Regions from separate parts of the Triticum aestivum genome. Here region 2 is linked to region 1. The links are chromatin contacts, called in public HiCAR-type maps. All regions are on one chromosome and are shown on one strand. The core of a region is the stretch at or near the end of the contact, and the rest is flanking DNA. Distances in the headings are between cores, read along the strand shown. Region 1 holds the start of LOC123079961 (PHD finger protein At1g33420). Region 2 holds the start of LOC123075068.

Evidence for each region. HiCAR-type assays count read pairs that join an accessible place to other places.
Region 2: a HiCAR-type map of leaf shows a contact between it and region 1, with 10 times the contacts expected there. The contact joins the promoter of LOC123075068 here to the promoter of LOC123079961 in region 1. A contact is called at or near these places in 1 of 5 Hi-C or Micro-C datasets (leaf) and 1 of 1 datasets of contacts at active chromatin or transcription factors (leaf).

Annotation. Positions count from the first base shown.
Region 1 is chr3D:497,619,916-497,627,485 of IWGSC CS RefSeq v2.1, reverse strand. It overlaps LOC123079961 (PHD finger protein At1g33420), which reads right to left and starts at 4,101. Exons shown (of 5, transcript XM_044502802.1): 1 at 3,435-4,101; 2 at 2,923-3,052; 3 at 2,460-2,675; 4 at 1,730-2,347; 5 at 682-1,644. The coding sequence starts at 3,774. The coding sequence ends at 789. LOC123079962 (a long non-coding RNA gene) reads left to right here. Exons shown (of 5, transcript XR_006438158.1): 4 at 1-19; 5 at 629-916.
Region 2 is chr3D:498,041,874-498,048,531 of IWGSC CS RefSeq v2.1, reverse strand. LOC123075068 reads left to right here and starts at 2,506. Exons shown (of 1, transcript XM_044497752.1): 1 at 2,506-3,450. The coding sequence starts at 2,830. The coding sequence ends at 3,321.

The sequences.
Region 1 (7,570 bases), core at 2,852-5,351:
ATTATCCCACAAACTTGTGGTAAGTAAGTTCTTTCACATTTAATCTGCTTGGGGTTTGTGCAGTTTTCATTCCAAATAGAACAAAACTAGGACAAACTGAACAGTCTCATCATGGCATCATTAGGCGTTGGATGATAAATGATAATGAATAGGTACTGCTATGACTTTTTGGTATTTTGTCATGGAAGTTCACAGCGTTGTCAAGTCTCCATGTCAGTAGCTTCAATGTTACTTTTTTTTAGATTTAGTTTCAGTGTTACTATATACATTGACATTTTGTGTTTATCATGAAACAGTATATTATTTTTATGTTTCAGATGTGCCTAGCTTATTATGAACATAACTACAATAGTTTCATAATAGTGAATCATAGATTTTCACAGTTAAACACATAACCAGCAGTTACATTTATTTGTCTTCAAGATGTCGATCCTATCTCATCCTTACATTTATTTGTCTACATAGTTTCACTTAGATTTGTAGTTTTGCTCGATTATGCTTCACTGAATTTAATCTGTCTCGTGAAGTAGTAATATTGGACTTAGCTTCAACGTCATATATATGTTTAAAATGTGTAATTACTGAACCGTCATAGTTTATCTCACTATTTTTTCTCGTTGTAATGCAGAACACCAGATGATTTAACAGAAACAGAGGATTACTTCGAGGGAATAGAAGAAATACTGGTCAAAAGACAAAGATTCCATTAACCACAGGTCCAGAGAGGCCTCAGGCGCTGCTCCCCACTCTCAGCTCTCAGTATTTACATTTCACTACATTATGTACAGTCACCCAACAGTTGCTAGGCGCCCAATTTTGCCCGCACCACCAACAGACGATCCTATCTCATCCTTGCACCTCCCGGCAGAAGCCATCTTCATTCTGCCGCCGCCGCTGCCACCCCCACCACCACGACCCCCCTTTCCTTTGCGTGGACTGGCACACTTCCTGCAGATGAATTTTTCAGGGACTTCTTCAAAATCACTGATCCCTGAGCATCTTGTGTGCTGCCACACTCCACACGCATCACACGCCATCATCCTCTCGCCGTCATCGTCCTTGGCACCACAGGTGCAGTCCACCGTCCAGTTCTCCAAGCCCCTCTCCATCCTGAACTGCACAATTCTCCTGTGATCCCCAGTGCACCGTCCTCTCACCCTAACAAGCTGGCTTGGGCCAAGCACGTGCTTCACAGGGGTTGTGTCACTTAAGTTCGGGAATTCAGGGAGCTGTTCAGCCTGGAAGCTATGGAACATGAGGTACGTTTCTTGAAAGACCCTTGCGGCCAGCATTTTCAGTTCACCCAGGGTAGCGGTTGCTGGTAAAAGTACAAGTTCCACCGGCGGTGCAGTGTAGTCCTTTGGGTGATCAAGCAGTTCAATGGAGCACCTCACAGCAAGCAGGATTGGGTTCGGGGGAGATTCTGGAGCACACTCATCATAGTGTTTGATGAACTGCTTGCAGTCAAGTATCCTTGCAGCTGCATTGTGTGCTGATGCACCCACCACCTCTGGTTGCGAAGACAGCATTGTTTCTGGGTTCAGCAGAGCATCATAGAGGAAGCGAAGATCATGTGCAAGATGCTCTACAGAGGGTCCAAACACAGTTGCATCAACTGGGGACTGGTTGGAATATGTTTCCAGCCTGTTTTGGCATGAAATAAGGGTCAAAGACAAGGCCTGATGAAGAGTTCTGAAAATTGGAGCAACATACTGGAAACAAGGTTTACCTGTATTCAATTGCGCTTGTCTCGGTATTGCAGCGGACAGCAATGAAATGGCCATCGTCCATCAGTTTCCCCCGCAGACCTCGAAGAGAGTAATCAAGCAGTTCCTGTGAATCAACAGCCTTCGATGCAGCTCCCCTCAGTGCGCGCCAGGACACCCAGCGCCCAGCTTGGACAGCCCGGAGGACCTTGAGCATTGCAGCTTCTGCTCGGTTGATATCTTCATTTGTCCACATGCAGAGCACGTTCGATTCAACTTCTCTGTGCTCATCCATGGCTGGTTTTGACGTCTCAGCGTCCTTACGAGCTTGATGAAGCAGGTGCATTATGAACCGGAAGAGGTCCCTCACAGTCACAAGCTGTCGATCAGAAAGGGACCAATATAGAGCAATTGTGTTCTGCAAAGGGGTTCTGATGGGGCTGCGATGTGAGGAGTACAACGCCAGGTGTATACCGGAGAGCACATCAACCGCCTCCTGGTAGGTATCTGAGGTATGAGCAAAGCTACCGGCGCCAAACTTGTATCCCCATTCACCATACCATGGATGCCCAGTCGTGATGGCATGCAGAAGCCTATAGTCCATTCCTTGCTTCTTGGATATGTCCATGACAGTGACCTTCCTGCAAGGGGCCAAATGGAATTCTTAGTGCTATTGCTGGACGGATGGTGTTTGAATAATGGTCATGTCATGTCACCCTAACTGCACCATCAACAGCAGTAAAAGCCGTTTACCTCACATGCAGCACCTTGCACAGGCGATCCCAGAAGCTCATTATGTCACGGCCAGTAAGGTGCCTCGACCCGCCCTCGCGGCCATTTACCCTGAGAAGATGCCCATAGCCGTTTGCATGCACAACTGCGTGCAGCAAGTGAGAGGAATCGTCAAGATGCAGGTACCCGCACTCTTCCAGCTCCTCGCCTTCCATGTCAAAGTTGCACAAGAGGCACCTGGAGAAGAAATTGCATCCAAGGTAAGGATACATCTTTGCACAGAGAAGAATCTTTGAACAGACTGTAAAATAAATTCGCACATACAGCCCATGGGCTGAACAAATTCAAGAACTTCGCACAGCTGGAAAACAAATTGGGCATGCAGTTCAATCGTTCGGTCATATGTAATTTTTTCTTCAGACATACATGCAGAAAGGTATGTTCGTTTTGTCCAAGAACTGATATGTATGTTTGTTCTTCCAACCTTGATTCTGCAGCGGCCATGGGAGTCCCGCAGCGCAGGCAGCAGGTGCGACGACGGCCAGCCATCTGGATGCTGTCGTTCTCGATGATGAAATGGTAGCGCTTGCCGCACACCGGGTGCCCACTCCATCCTGCAACAGCGCACAGATGCATTAGAGAATGAGATTCCGTCACCGCTACTGTATGATTGTGACAATCAGGAGAACGAAAATAATCATGCACACTGTTCGCTCAAAAGCAACACCCCAACAATAAAATTTGGTAACAGTTGGCCTAAAAAAAATACAGGAAAACATGCGATGCCAAATGCCATACAGGCGGCATTTACCCGTCACTCAAAAAAAATCACATACCCGCAAAATAATTAAAAAACGAAATCAATATAAATAATAAAAAGACAAACAGGACATTATCCAACAAAAAGTTTTCAAACAGAAAAAAACACAATTTTATACGGGGAAAACAATGTTCTGAGACAAAAAAAAGAGAAGGGGGGAAAGGAAAGCAACTCACCTACGACTCTGCACTGATCGCAATACACAGATCGCGATCTGAGCACATCCTCCTCGACGACGTTGAGCTCCACCCCGCAGCCGCCGGCGTCCTCCTCCGCCCCTTCCTCGCCGACCCGCAGCGACACCCTCCACGTTAGCAGGTGCGGCGGCGCGGCCGCGGCCGCCGGCGAGAAGATGGAGGGCAGCGGCAGCAGCCGCGCGTGCCTCGCGAGGAAGCCCCTCACCGCCTCCCGGAACGTCCCGACCGCCCCGCCGTCCGTGGCCGCCGGGAACCCGGCGAAGTCCCTGGCCTCCGCGCGCGTCCTCGCCTTCTTCAGCGGCCGGCCGTTCACCACCATCTCCGCTGCCCCCTCCGTCGGATCTCGTCAGATCTGGCCGCTCCGCCCCCGTCTCCCTCCTTCCTTCCTCGTCGTCGTCGAACCGGATCGGAACCGAACCGTGGTTAGGGTTTGCGGCGGCGGCCGCTCCGAGATAAAGAGGGGGGAGGTGATGGGGTCGATTCCTTCGAGGTGAAGCACGACCCCGTACGCCCGGTCCTTGTACACCGGCGCGCTGCAATGAATGGCCTGGCCCACGCGCAAGGGGGAGGCCTATGGTGGGACGGGTGTATGTGCCTGCCTGCGGGATCTGATGGGACGGGCGCGTCAGGTCGTGGCAGAGCGCTAACCAGGGTTGGGTGGGTGGGTGGGTGGTTGGGTTGGGTCTGGTTGGGTTCGGGGGCTTTCCGAAAAGATAGCGGCAGAAATGGGAGGGAATAAAGACGCGGGGCATGATGGTCATTTCGGGCCCCCTGTTTCCGGAGAGGACGATTGCGAGAGGTGGACGTGACCCCACGCACGTGGAATGACCTGAATGCCCCTCTTGGTCTTGGGGCTCGCACTTTTCTGGATCTGTTGGTTGTTGGCGCTTCTGCGTACTGGCCTACCACGTGGCGATGGCGTCAGCCAAAGACGTCCAGAGATCAAAATAGTGGTAGGCTATGGTTGAGCAAACCATGGACTTCATTCTATATTTGAACAAAAGAAGCGATCATTTTCTTGAGAGAATAATCATGTTTAGAATAAATATTGTAATCAGAGGGAAAGTGAACATTTTCTTGAGAGAATAATCATGTGGTTACTGGTTTCTTGAGAATATAGTAACCAATATACTCAATAATCTACTGTAATGCTAACTGGGAACGTTCGCGGGAAAGAAACTCTCGGCGAACACCCTCGCAGCCATTTGATTGAGATCAAACGATGACAGTTTTTTTAATGTATCCCCACCCTCCTAAAAATGTCTTCTCTATCGAAAACGTTTGCAAATGCTCCCCCCCCGCCCCCAAAAAAAAAACGTTCGCCAGCTAAGAATGTCCATACTCTACTGTTGCACACTTTTCTGTATCCGACGAAGCTTGAAATTATAAATTATCACATATCTTGATTGCACACGAGGATTAAGACTATCTCCAAATGTGAATGTGGTTTGAAGAGGAAAAAGTGGATTACTTGACATAGTGAGGGTCTTTTTGAATTAGAGAAATTTCATAAGAATATTGGAGGATTTCAATCCATATACATATTTTTCGTAAGGAAATACTTTGTACAGTAGGATTTAGGTCAGCATTTTATTTGTTAGAATACCAAACTCTTTTGGAATCCATTCTTACGCCCTTTATTCCATAGAAATCTCAACATGACCTCCAACCTCCTTTTATTTTATTTTCTTTGAGAAATCCAATGCACTGCACTCTATTTGTCTACTTTCTTTGATCAATCATCTAAATTTATGTGTTTCTCATGTGCGGCATCCAAAGACCACTCTCTGCAAATGCCTATGTTTTGGAACCATGTAGGAATTCGTAGCACTGGCATCTCGATCATGTGTATTTTCTATTTCTGCGTTTTTGATTTCCTGCAGCCCAAAGAGGCTATGACATTAGGCAAAATATTACCCACAGGGACATATCCTCGACACTGTATTTCCTCAGTCGGCCTCACTGCCTTGGCAAGGTATTATGCATGGACTGGAGTTGCTGAAATCAGGAGTTATTTGGAGGGTGGGGGATGGCTCTAATATTAACATTTGGAGAGATAACTGGCTCCCAAGGTACTCTGGACTTAAAATTACAGCAAGAAAGAGTAGGACGAGAATGAAATGGTGTCTGAATTGATTCTAACTGGGCCAAAAAGATGGGACGAGAATTTGGTTAGGCACCTATTTTTACCCTCATGATGCAGAAGAGATCCTTCGGCTGCGTATCCCATCTTCAGGGGAGGGTGATTGTGTTGCATGGCACTTCGAGAAGACGGGGATGTTCTCAGTTAAAAGCGGGTACAAGCTTGCACTCATGCTAAAGGAACAAAAAGAAGACGAGGGGCAATACAACGAGGCAACATTGGGGGAGAGGAAAATTTGGGACATCATCTGGAAGGCCAATGTTCCTCAGAAGATCCGTATTTTTGCATGGCGGGCCGCTACCAATAGCTTGGCTGTCCAAGTAAACAGAGTGGCACACCACCAAGCGACTCTCAGTACGTGCTTGATATGTCGAGTGAAGGACCAGAATACGTTTCATGCGCTTGTTACGTGCCCCAAGGCTCATGCGTTGCACATGGCCATGAGAGATATTTGGGAGTTACCGACGGAGGATGCATTCAGGTATACTGGGTCGGATTGGTTTTTTGTTGTTCTAAGTCAAGTGGGACAGTCTATGCGGGACAAAATTATTTTTATTTTCTGGAGAGCCTGGCATTTGAGAAATGATTTGATTTTTGGCAAGGGCACGGAGTCAGTCACAAATTCGACAAATTTTATTGATAATTATTGGTCGTCCTTTGGCGCAAGTCATTCAAGGCCATTGGAGGATTCAAAGAATAAAGGGAAAATTCCGATGAGTGGTCTGCAAAGTGCTCCAAATATTTTGGAAGTTCGGATGGGTTGGAAGCCCCCACCTTCAGGTTATATCAAAATTAATGTCGACACAAGCTTTGTGGAAAGTATTAGCGCGGCAAGTGTGGGTGTGGTGGCTAGGGATTTTGCTGGCAAAGTCTTGATCTCTTCATGGGACTACATTGGGAGGTGTAGTAGCGTGGAGGAAGCGGAACTCCGAGCTTGCATTGTTGGTCTCTATATAGGTATGACACTTTATTCTCCTATAATTTTAGAGACCGATTGCGCTTTTGTTGCGGCGATTTTTCCAAATGATTTGATGATAGATCAGCTCTACACGATCTGAAGAAGGAAGCATGGAGTATTACTAAGCTAATGGATAGCTTCAGAGTGTCAAAGATTAGGCGTTCGGCTAATGAGGTGGCCCATCTAATAGCTAAGTTTAGTTTTGATAATAGAGTGGATGGGATTCTTGTTAATGATGTACCGCCCTGTGTGGTGAACTCTGTACTGAACAATTGTAACACGTTCTTTGGTTAATTAATATATGAGGTGGTGTTAAAAAAAGAGGCTATGACATTTTTGATGCCATGTATACCCTATTGCATCAAGAAAATATGAGAATTAAAAAAATTATTTCTTCTGCTAATGACTACCCCTCGCGCGCATCGGATTTTCTTTGTGCGCCAAACAATGGATTATACAGAGCCGAACCAATATCTTTGATGCATTTTTTCTGAATGACGTGCAATTTAAAGTCAACATAAATTGCAAGTACAACATTTTGAATCTGAGGTCCAAGAAATTACAAAGTAACTTCTATAACAAAAGGTACTCCGCCACTCATATACTTGCACAAACTTGACTATCTTCATATATTTCATAAATACTCTTGAATCACTAATCCAAAAGGATGGTAAGTCGTGAGGAATGAACATACTTAGGTCGGGGATGATCTCCTATAGGTACATGTCATAAAACTAGAACATCTTCACCATAACGTCAAAGAGGGACTCCAAACTCACAACGAATCACACCAATAAAAGCGACAGTAAATGCTAACACGTACTCATCAAACCCGTATGAACGAATCCGTGAGGATATAAACCTAAAATCCACATCAAACCGCCACTCGTACACCTACATGAACTTGATTCATAGGTTTAAGAAATCCTCTTGAGTCGCCCATCCAAAAGGATGGGAACTGCGAGTAATCTTTTTTGAATGGAATCAAAAGTTGTGATTTTCTTTGTATAGTGA
Region 2 (6,658 bases), core at 1,257-3,756, 420 kb before region 1:
TCTTCAACTTACCAGATAAGTCCCTCAAAACCCTTTACCGGATAAGGGCTCTCTCAGAACTCCTTCGACGCTGCACTCCACCAACTTCGTGTGCAACTTCTCGACATAATATTTTTTTTGAAACGCGGTTTCTTAGGGCCCGATTCATTAAAAAAGTCGAAGAGAGGTGCCCAGTTAATTAACGGAAAACCGGGCGAAAACCGTCACAACATGCCCGCAAAAACAAGACACACAGGGCGACCTGACAACCCACACAAGAACGCACACACGCCGTCGAAGAGAAAACCACGAACAAGCGTCGAGGCCTGCGTCGGTCGATGCCAAACAGTCCACTGCACAGGCCGACGACCAGGCAGCTCCGACTCTGTCGACGAGCATTGTAGGGGAAAGCGCTGGGCCTGCGTCGAGCCGGCACCGGAGCCGACCACCCGTCTCGTGTCATCGTCGCCGCGGAAGCACCTCCTCTACAGCTCCGACTTCAGGAAGACAAATGAGGCCCGACAACCCCTCGAACACGCCGGATGAGACCGACTACCAAAGCTCAGCAGCCGCCCAACTTCGCTCGAAGCCGCCATCGTTGCCACACTAGAAGTCGCGCAACATCCACATTGTCGGACAGACAGCCGCCGACCGCAATGCCGCGAGCGTCCAGCCGAAGGAAAGTGCAAACGGATCCAATGCTCTTCAAGGCGACGCCCCAAAGGAGGAAGCGACGATGCTGACGCCGTCGCCCGACCCGACTGGGCCTTAGGCTTTCACCCGAAGAGCTGGAACCAAGGATGTGCAGGGGGTGGACTCCACGGCGGCGCCTCCAAGGAGGTGACACGACATCCGCGGACGCCGACGCCGTCGGCCGGTAGAAACCCGACAAGCCTTCGCCCGGAGCACCACCCAACACCACACCCTCACGCACTGCACCTCCGCTGACCCGCACACCTCCCACGAAGCCATCGCGCCATGACCAAGCAGAAGCCACCACCACACCACTGGTCTCACCGACCAGAGACACAAGCAGGGCAGACAGCACACCTCGACGACGTCTTCAAGGAGAGCGCGGCACCCGAGGGCGTCGACGTCGCCGGCCCCGGCCAGAAGCCCGAGGCAGAGCTTTCGCCCAGCGCTGCCACACTGTCTGCCGAGCCCAAGCCCGGCCGGACCACCAAACAGCCTCTCGCCGCAACGAAGCAGCCGGATCCGGAGAACCCAGGGCCGGCCAGAGCCAGCCACGCACGCCCGGAGCTGCCACCCCCCGCCATCTGCCGGATCCACAGCGCCAGGAGCTGCCGGAGCACCCCCAAGACGCCGCCGGGCCGAGCACCCCCATCCTGCGGGGACCGCGGTGCCGCACATCGCCACGCCAGATCCGCGCTTGGCCGCGCCCACCCACCGCCGGAGCCGCGCCAGAGCGAGACCACCACCGCGCCGCGTCACCCCACAGACCGCCGGAGCCACACCCGCCCGCTTCGGAGCCGCGCCCTCGCGCCCGACCTAGCTCGCCGCGCCCGCGCGCCTCGCAGAGAGATGCCCCGCCGCCACCCTCCCTGGAGCCAGTCCGGGCTTCGCCGACGGTCTCCTCAGGCGGCGGCGAGGTGGGGGGGGGAGGGTGGAGGGAGGAGGGGAGGTGGCGGCGCCGGAGGGGTTCCCCCCCGTGTCGCTAGAGAGAGGCGACGCGGGGGTAACGTAATTCTCGACATAATATTGATATAGATCGTGTGCAACTCCACCAACTTCGTGTGCAACTTCTCGGAATGGTAGTCATGGAGATCGTCAATATTATGTCGAGAAGTTGCACATGAAGCTGGTGGAGTTGCACACGATCTATATCATGAACGAAGGTAAAAATAACAACTCCCAATGATAGCCTACCCTAGCCGCCACATGTTGTACCCTGTTGCCCCTCCCTTGACCCGGCGCCACCCTGCCACCGCCCTCTTTGCCCTTCGTCCACATCGCGCCACTCGCCAAGGACCGTCATCACCCCCGAAGCTCCTTATCTGCCAATGCCCGAGCTCTGAGGTCACATTGATCGCCTTGAAGCTCCATGTTCATCATTGCCTCCCTTGAGTTCTCGGGTACCAAAATGTTGCAGAGCCCGTTGTTGAGTCCGTTCGAGCGACTATTTCGACCAAATTCGATACTTTTTATAGTGCCGAACGGGTTGATACCAAGTCATTGGACATGGCGAGTACGCAGCGGTTATCGCTGAGTCTCGAATTATGAAGAACGTGTTGCTGTGTCCGTTGGAGAAAGTGTTTTTCCACAATTGGTATTTTGATATGCAGAGCAGGATAGTGAATCGGTTGAGCTTAATCTTTTGCCACGAGCACCAGGAAGCGAGTGCATGCTCGTTCACTGTTGGAGCGCCTGAATTCATGCCAGATAAGAGGGTGATGGTTTGGTTGGTGACACGTCATGTCAAGGCGACAAAGAATCCATATGCACTAGATTGTAGCGCAGCAATTCCCCTGGATACGAATTGGCGTCACGAAACCCCGTGGCCGGAGCCCACGCGGCGGTCAAATTGGACGCTCCCGCGGGGCCCCAACCCACCGAAACGGCTCGCCCCAAACCCAACCCAACACAGCACCGCGACAAGGCCGGCGGGGCTGATCTCACACTCACAGCACTACGCCCTCCGTTCTCATTCTCCACTGCCGCGGTGCTGCTGCTGACGAGTGACGAGCACCGCGCACGCGCCGCATCCACTCCACCGCGCACGCGAGTACAAATCCCGGACCTGAGAACCTCCTCGCCACAAGCCCCACGCCCGCAGATCAGTACACTCGTAGCGGCAGCGGCAGCAGCAGCAGCGGAAACTGAAGCGGGAGGATGAACGGGTACCGCAACCTCGCCTCGTCCCCTCCGGCGCCCAGCGGCGGCGGGGAGCCGCAGCCAGCCCCGTCCCCGGCCGCGGCGAAGGAGGGCAAGTGGGAGGGGGCGGCGGTCGGCGCGGCGGCCATCGTCAGGAACCTCTCGTCCTCCTCCCAGAGGTTCGCGTCCGTGGAGCGGAGCAAGTCCACCGGCGCCCACCGCGGCGGCGGCTTCCAGGCGGCCGTGAGGAGGGCCTTCTCCATGCGGAGGCAGCCGGCGTCCGGCCTCTCGGAGGGGTACTGGCGGATCCACGACGGCCTGGACGACGGCGACGACGACGCCGAGGCGCCCGAGGAGGTCGACGGGCAGAAGAAGCATCAGGTGGCGGAGGCCGCGGTGCCGGGAGACGCCGCGGCGAGCAACGACGAGATCGGCAAGGAGACGAAGAAGAAGAAGAGGGGTCACATCTTCAAGGCGTGCAAGAAGCTTCTTGGGTTCAAACATGTCTAGTCTAGTCAACAAGAAGCTTCTTGGATTCAAGATCCATGGACGTTCTTGATGTGCCTCTGTTTTGGATCTTGTTCTTGTCTCGTTCGTCGTTTTGAGTAAATAAAGAGCTTGGGTTCGTTGACTTGAACATGGGACTGCGTTGCTGTATTTCTGCGTCACGTGAGCTCGGCCATTAAATGTGGTCCTGACATTGGGACTTTGGGGGCATGTACGCGGTCCTGCAGTCAAAGGGAAGGGCACCTTGTCCGGCCGCAAAGCCGTGCGCCGGATATTTGTGGCCATGGATCCGCTGCGCACTTCGTGAGGTCTTCGTCCTAGATGAAATTAGACTCGCAGCTCAAAAGGTTTGTTCAAGCAGTAGTTTTGATGTGAGAGCATCTACTGTCAGACTTGACAAATCCGGCTCCTTAAATGCCCGTAAAATAGATTGGACGTGTCCATATGCTAAGCATCGTGTACCTCATATTTCATCCCTTAAATCATGTAAACCATGCAAAAGAATTCTTACGTACGTACTCTGTACACCATGCTAGCATAAACTAAGCTTCCTCGTCGAAGATGTCCACAACGTCCGTACCGGGTGCCGGGTAGTTGGGCGCGTCGTAGGGATCCGACTCCTCTTCATCCATATAAGCGAGCATCTCGTCGACGCCCTCAGCGTGCTCCGCCTCCGCATCCCGCAGACAATGGCTTTTGGCCTCCGCCGCTGATTCCGACCGGAGAGAATCGAGGATTGCCTGCTGCTCCGCCTGCAAATCCTCGGCCCCAACGTTCCCACGTCCTCCTTGTGCTCCTCTTCCTCCTCCTCCAGCTCCTCCTCTCCCACCACCTCCTCCTCCACCTCCAAGTCCTCCTCTGGATCCACCACATCCGAAGGTAGCCCCGCAGCGATCCGGGTTTCGCGCCTTGCCCGGATATGCTCAAGCAGCTGCAGCCGGCGGCCAGGCGTTAGGTATGGGTACACTACCGCGGGAATGCCTAGCAGTGGCGGACGGGAAAAGCCCAGCAGTGGCGGGCAAGGCTCCCAGGGGCGCCCGCCGCTGCTAACATGGTTCCCCCGGCGGCACTCCGGCGCTGCTAGGAGAGAGGAGGAGAGCGCCCCCTCTTTCTTCTTCTTCCTTGACCTCCCCCTAGATGGGTGCTACTTGTGAGTTGCGTTGAGATTTTCCCCGAAGAGGAAGGATGAAGCAATATAGTAGCAGATAAGTATTTCCCTCAGTGAGAATCAAAGTTATCGAACCAATAGGAGAACCACACAAATCTTCGTTAGCAACACCTACACACACAAAAGCATATACTTGCACCCAACGCGAACAAGATGGTTGTCAATCCCGTTGAACTTGTTACTTGCAAGGATTAAATCTAGTAGTGGTAGATAGATAAAAAGAAAAGTAAATAAATTACAACAAAATATTTTTGGCAATGTTGAGGATATCGCTTATCGTTATCGTTTCGATCAGCTGGGGATTAGAGATTAATCAGAAATTGGCCGATTAATCAATTTTATCGGCAGACTATTAATCGGATATATTTTTGCAAATTCCAGGTTCCCAACACTAAAATATGCTATATTCAACACCAAAACAATATTGGACAGAAGTATTACCTAGATTCCTAGCCTTTGAATCCTCATATAATGACAAAAAAATAGGACAACAGTATAAATTGCGTAACAAGGTCCACAAAAACACAAATAAACATAGTTTTTGCAAACATAGTGCTATGAATAGGTTTGATTTATCGGTAGATTCCCGATAAATCACTTGTCAGAGCGATAAATCAGCCCAAAAGATAAACGGTGAAGATAAGGCATAATCTTATCGGTCACCCCCGAGTAGCGATACATCGGAAGATTTTTTGAACAGTGATTTTTTGTTTTATTAATATGATTAAAGTAGACTCGAGGGCCATAGTTTTCACTAGAGACTTCTTTCTCGAAACAATAGCATACGATGGGTAGACAAATTAGTGTTGGGCAATTGATATAAAAGCGCGTGATGATATTCATGACAATGATCACACATATAGGCATCACGTCCCTGACAAGTAGACTGACTCCTGCCTGCATCTACTACTATTACTCCAACAATCGACCGCTATCCAGCATGCATCTATGGTATTAAGTTCAGGACAAACAAAGTAACACTTTAAGCAAGATGACATGATGTAGACAAAATAAACTCAAGCAATATGAATAAACCTCATCGTTTTACCCTTAATGGCAACAATACAAATACATGCCTCGCTACCCCTTCTGTCATGAGGTGAGGACACCACAAGATTGAACCAATTACAAAGCACCTCTCCCACTGAAGATAACTCAATCTAGTTGGCCAAACCAAACAGATAGATCGGAGAGAAATACAGTGCTATCATAATCATGCATAATAAAGTTCAAAAAGACTCAATTACTTTCAATGAATAATCTGATCATAAATCCACAATTCATCGGATCCCAGCAAACACACCGCAAAAGAAGATTACATCGGATAGAACTCCAAGAAGATCGAGGAGAACATTGTATTGAAGATCAAAGAGAGAGAAGAAGCCATCTAGCTGCTGGCTATGGACTCGTGGGACTGTGGTGAACTACTCACGCATCATCGGAAGGCGGTAAGGATGATGTAGAAGCCCTCCGTGATCGATTCCCTCTCCGGTAGAGTGCCGGAAAAGGCCTCCAGATGGGATCGCTGAAGAACATAAGCTTGCAGCGGTGGAAGAAGTGTTTCGGGTGGCTCTCTGATGGTTTCCTAATATTTGAGAATTTATAGAAGTGGAATTAGGTCAGACGGAGCCACGTAGGGCCCACAAGGTAACAAGGCGCGCCCTGTTGCCTTGTCGTCTCCTTGTTTGTTGTCTGGTCTCCTCCCGAAGCTTCTAGGGTCTCTTTTGTCGAGAAAAAAATCGTCAAAAGTTTCGTAGCATTTGGACCCTGTTTGGTACTGATTTTCTCGAAACCAAAAACAAGCAGAAAACAACAAGTGGCACTAGGCACTGGGTTAATAGGTTAGTTCCCAAAAATGATATAAAATTGCATAACAAATTATATAAAGTATTTAAGATTGATAATATAAAAGCAATAACAATAACTAACTATAGAAACATTGGAGACGTATCAGCATCCCCAACCTTAATACCTACTTGTCCTCGAGTAGGTAAATGATAAAAACAATTTTTTTGATGTTGAATGCTACCTAGCATGTTTATTATGTAATCTCTTTACGGTATAAATGATGAAGTAATAATATCAACATAATAATATCCATGAATATAAGAAACATAACCATTACTTTTTCGAAATATACGATCCTTAACGAATGTTATCCCAACTCATTTT